Linked DNA regions of Mus musculus: region 1 is linked to region 2. Evidence: chromatin contacts called from public Hi-C data. All regions are on one chromosome and are shown on one strand. The core of a region is the stretch at or near the end of the contact, and the rest is flanking DNA. Distances in the headings are between cores, read along the strand shown.

The links. A called contact is a pair of places that touch in the nucleus more often than the background predicts.
Region 1: a Hi-C map of the N1E-115 cell line shows a contact between it and region 2, with 2.8 times the contacts expected there. A contact is called at or near these places in 2 of 484 Hi-C or Micro-C datasets (the N1E-115 cell line and nephron progenitors) and 1 of 9 other capture datasets (embryonic stem cells).

What each region holds. Positions count from the first base shown.
Region 1 is chr19:30,489,813-30,492,538 of GRCm38.p6, reverse strand. It overlaps the pseudogene Gm17885. Among named protein-coding and RNA genes, the nearest start is that of Dkk1, 58 kb to the left of the region's middle.
Region 2 is chr19:30,407,854-30,410,647 of GRCm38.p6, reverse strand. No RefSeq gene overlaps it. Among named protein-coding and RNA genes, the nearest start is that of Gm36319, 14 kb to the right of the region's middle.

The DNA of each region.
Region 1 (2,726 bases), core at 124-2,623, 82 kb before region 2:
GCCAGTGTTCATGATTTTGAGCATTCTGTTTTTTAACTTTGTCCTTATGGATTTATTTTAAGCTTCTTTGCTTAGGTATCCCCCTGGTTTCTTCCTTTGCAAATGGGTTTGCACTGTAAAGATTCTAAATTTGAGTTGCCCTTCTGTGATGGCTGGTCTTGGTTGTGAACTTGACTCTATCTGGAATGAACTACAGTCCGGAAATGGAGGGCACACCTGAGACCTGAATCTTAAGGCAGGAAGACACAGGTTTTTGATTCAGATCTTGAGGTGGAATGACACACATCTTTAATCCAGGTCTTGAGGCACATCTTTAATCAGGGCCATACCTTCTGCTGGAAGCCATAGAAGAACAGTGGAAGAAGGACAGATTCATTCATCCTTAGCCTGCTTGCCCTTACTTTGCCAGCACATCCTTTTCTTCACTGACATTGGAGCCTACTTCCTGGATTCCAGCTTATCTGAAAGACCAGCTGAGACACCCGGCTTCGTGGGACTGAGAAACTACTATATTCTTGGACTTTCCATTAACATCTGACCATTGTTGGATTAATCGAACTGCAGCCTATGTCATTCCAATAAATTCCCTTCACACACACACATATGCATATATGTATACACGTGTATCTATATATACATAGATATATGCACATATAAATACATATGAGAGAGAGAGAGTGTGAGAGAGAGAAAGAGAGATAGAATATTCATTTCATTCTGAAGTTCTGTGACCCTAGAGATCCTTAATACATCTTCATTTTAGAATCTCACAGTATAAAATTTTACTGTTTTTTTAAAAATATTTTTACAAATAGCTGTTTATACTCCTTTTTCTTACTCTTCCATTCTCCTATGTGATAATCAGTCTTTCTCATTTAGCTTTAAAACAATCTTGCTCAAAATTGAAGCTGAAGAGATGGCTCAGTGGTTAAGAACACTTGTTTTAAGTTCAGTTTCCAACACCCACATGGTGACTCACGTTACCCATAACTCCTTCCAAGGAATTGGATGCTCTCTTGTAGAGTCTGAAGGCACCAGGTCTGCATGTGATACACAGGCACATATGAAAGAAACACACACATACACTAGATCTAAAAGAAGAATTCTTGGACATTAGAGCCCTTTCAGGGGCTGAGTTTGTGGCATGTGATTTTTTTTTTCAGGGTTTTTAATACATTAATCTTTCACTCTCCCTGGCTGCTATTGGTTTTGAAATAGCCTTAAATATTCCAAAATTTCATAAAAAGAATTTGAAGCTTAGTGGTACCAGTGAGAGTGAAAGCCGGGGCACTGCACGGCTTATATGAGTAATAAGGAAGGAGGCCAGACTGAAAGACTGCAGAGTTACTGATCAGCAGGAGGGGGGCAGGAGGGGCGATAGAGTCAGGGGAAGCGCAGTTTCCCAGTGGTAGTTAGCCCTTGGTGACTAAGGAACAGTTCAGGCAGCTGACAGACGGCTCCCAACACCAGACACACCGGAAATGAAAAGTGTTTTATCTGTTTCTGCCTTCAGATCCCAAGTCTGCAGACTGGAGCGAGAGGCTATGTTAGACTCCTGAGTAAAATCCCGGCCATCGATGTTCTGGTTGGGCTTTGAATGTGACTAGGTCCCTAGAAGGACAGATATTCCAAATGACAAGCCAACTGACCTCACCGAATGAGCAAAATCTGAAGACCCTTCTCAGCCCCAAACTACTGAGAGCTGCAAGAAGGGACTCCAGCCTTCCAGTGCGGCAACTGTGTGGGGCCCGTCACGGCTGCTGTGGATGAAGACCATGTACCCTTCTATTTCCTTCTTTCTAACAGATTGTTTGTATACATGAGTGTTTGCTGCTTGTAGGTACGTATACCACAGGTGTGTCTCGCACACCAGAGAGAGCACAAGATACCCTGGAAGTAGAGTAACAAGCAATTATTGATGATTAGCCACGTGGGTGTTGGGATCCAAGCACAAGTCCTCTGCAAGAGTAGGAAATGCTCTTAACTGCTTAGCTGTCTTCCTAGTCCATATCTTTCCATTTATATTAGGTGTGTTCTCCTCCTCCTCCTCCTCCTCCTCCTCCTCCTCCTCCTCCTCCTCCTCCTCCTGTGTCCCCCTCCTCCTCTTCTCTGGTTTTAGTTTAGTATCTTCAGTTGTAATCTCCACGTACAGTGTGTAGTTTGGTCCAGTTCTTCCTGTGCACATATAGCATGTGTCATTGCAGTGTTTCTTCTCACCACAGTGATTTTCTTCATGCTTCACTTTCCCTCGTCATGAACCCTAGGACAGTGCGTATTAACACTTTAGGGATCTGAGGACAACATTCTGGTACAGCTGTGGCAGATGATAGATAGGATGGGGGTGATGGCTCAACCTGCTTTGCATCTACCTGCAGGTAGAAATCCAGGATACCCCCAGAGCTCTATAATGCTTTCTAAGGATAGGGGAAGCAGGGAGATATGGTGGATGAGATATGAGATTTCATGTCCCAGCATAAGGTGACGCACATAAGGACAGCATATGGATCCCCCCTCCTTTGTTCCCTGCCATGGAACAATGAATGCCAGCTGCCTCAGCTGGAAACAGTTAGTCCAGGAAGTTCGACTGTCCCTAGAAATTCCCGGTGGACCTGCATGACTTGTCTGTGACTAGCTATGTTTTTTCTGTCCTTTGTTTAATTCTTAATTTACAATTATCCTATACTTTAAAATGCATTTCATTTTCCTTTGAGTTATTTCATGTATTT
Region 2 (2,794 bases), core at 253-2,752:
TAAGATGGAATCAAACCTTCCTTTCTCACCCTCTACATCATCATCGTTGTGTCTCATAATTAATCAAAAGCTATTTAAAATACAAAGTTCATACTTAAAGTATCCTATATAACAGGCTTTGTTATTTGCTGTATCTTACTGTGACAAAACCAAATAACTTTACCATAACTCATCGATATTTATATAGTGATTTTCCTACAACCCTGTAGCTCTCTAGGGAAATTCTTTAGAATGAATTTGTATACTTGACATATATATATATATATATATATATATATATGGAACACACCATCTAATTTCTTTAAAATAATATCCTGCTCTGCTCTCCCATTAATTTCAGTCTTTAGTAGCTTTGGTCTGTGCTTTTAAATTAGTATTATTATTTGGCATATTTATGATATTCAATTTAGGAGTAATACTAAAAGTTCTCATTTATTTTCAATCAGTCCAAGTTCTTTCTGTCTGCGGGCTGCCAGATCTTTACCTATTAAAATCCACATTTATTAATGCTTACGGCTCATAGTCTGCTTTGAGCCTCTCTAATCACACAGCCCTTCCTGTCTTCGTTTTCTCTTAAATCAGACTTTAAAACATGTCTCCATTCTCCACCATCAATCATTAGTTAAGCCTTGATTTGTTAAAACCTCTGAAAGCATTATGTTGGTCAAATGGTTAGATTTCAGGCCCATGTCTCTTATCATTAGCCAGAGGTTTTGCATCTGATCCCCGAAGTCATTCAAGAGAAGAATTGTCCTGCATGAGTTCTCATGAAGAAGGTCACTCTGACAAAAGACGCCTGCCTAATTTATAAAGTAAGGCATGCTTGCTAATTCTGGTCTCGCAACCCTGACCAGTTACCACTTGACTCCTATCAGGGCTGTGTGAGATGATAAATTTTAATCAGTGCTTTCAGACTCTAATAGTCTGACTTTCTTTTTTTTATAATGGATTTCTTTCATTCATGCTTTCCCTCGTCTACATTTTTATGACTGTGATGTGCTTTGATTTACTTCATTCAAAGTATGATGCTCTGGCTTCAATTATTCAATTTAACTTTAAATAGACATTGCTACAAGTCTTACTGATACAAAGGACATCTGGTGTCAATAAATTGCAGCAGGAGGTGCCATGTGGGAAGGAACCCCAGCACTAAACACATCTCTAGGCACAGCCATCAAGACATGCTATGGCACTCTGCCACTGGTCTTCTTAACTGATATCAGAGAGGCGCTCAAGAGGCTCCGGCGGGTGGAGCATCATTTTCATCTTCATTACAGGAAACTGACCTAATGACCTGCAAATCCAGACACAAACCATTGTGTCCAGTTGGCCAGATCTTTGACGATGACCTTCACTAAGCCAGAAAGACACACAGAGCAAAGGAACTCCTTTCTTCTCTATCATGCACAGTGTCTTGAATGAAGAATGCTCTACAGAAGCCCACATCGAATCCAAAGGGCTGAAGTTTCTACTGGGAAATAGGTTCCCCCTTGTTGTTTCTGAGTCTGTTCTAATGACAAGTTTTAATCACTGCCAAAGACTAGCAAATCTATATCGTAGAATTTAAGATGATTGGTATCAAGAGATGCCTTTGCCTGAATTTAAGCCTCAAGAAGTAAAACCCCCATTAATTGCAAAATTGTGAGCAATGCAGAGATAATTTACAAAAAAATATAACTAACATTTCAATTGTATTGTGTATACAAGAATGTATGAATCAAAGTTGCATGTGGACAATCTGATCTTAGTGAATCATAGGTGGCCTTTAAGTGATTTTATTTGAAATTATTTATGGGTCATATGGCTGGGAAGCAGACTTCTGTTTTGTATAGTATCAGAATATTTTGAAACTTGGATTTCTCAGAGATGACAGAAATTTACTTTAACAAGCTATTGTTTCCCCGCCATGGCTCTCCAGAATCTCCTCTGGTGCCAGGAAAACAACTGGTGTAGAGCCACAGATATCACATCCTCTGTAAAATGAGGCCACAGTTCTTTCTAATCTTACAGAACGACCCGTATCTGCCCTGTTTTGGGTTGTTCTCACCCTTAGAGCAACTAGAGCTTCAGGAAGCAAGGACACACGAATGTGCAGATTCCGCAGCGGTGGGCAGGCCCTGCTCCCAGGAAGAGGGTGCTGAGAATGCTTGCTGGGCAAGACTACATGAAAAAAAATGAGTAATGGCTAAGTGTAGCATGTCCATCGCATGTAACAAATCAGGTCACCATAAGGGTTAGAGATTGTGTCTGAGAAAAGCATGCATCTCTGTTCCATTTACCCAAAACTGCATTGCTCTCATTACAAGCCATGGTGTCCCACCACAAAGGATGCTTAGAGGGAGTTCAGTAAGCAAAGGGAAAAGACTAGACTATGCAAACACGGAAAAGCTTCCTTCCTTTTCTTTCTTTCTGCCTATCTGTCTGTCGGTCGGTCTCTCTGTTTCTGTCTCTGTCTGTCTGCCCACCTGCCTGTTTTTCTATCTTTTTGTCTTTCTTTCTCCCTTGCCTCATTCCTTTTTTGTATTTGATGGAATGTTCTCACTCTGAAGTCCTGGTTGACTCTTCCTGAGTAGCCCAAAGTGGCCTCCGTTGCACAGCGATCCCCCGTCTCAGCCTCGGAAGTGCTGCACTCACGTTACGTCATTGTACACGGCAGAAGTGCTGCACTCACGTTACGTCATTGTACACGCCAGAAAGCTCTTTTTGTTGAGATTTCTGTCAAGGAACGTCTAACATGCTACATTTGAGAATATCAGAAGATCATGCGTCACACAAAACCTTCTGAAACATGTTT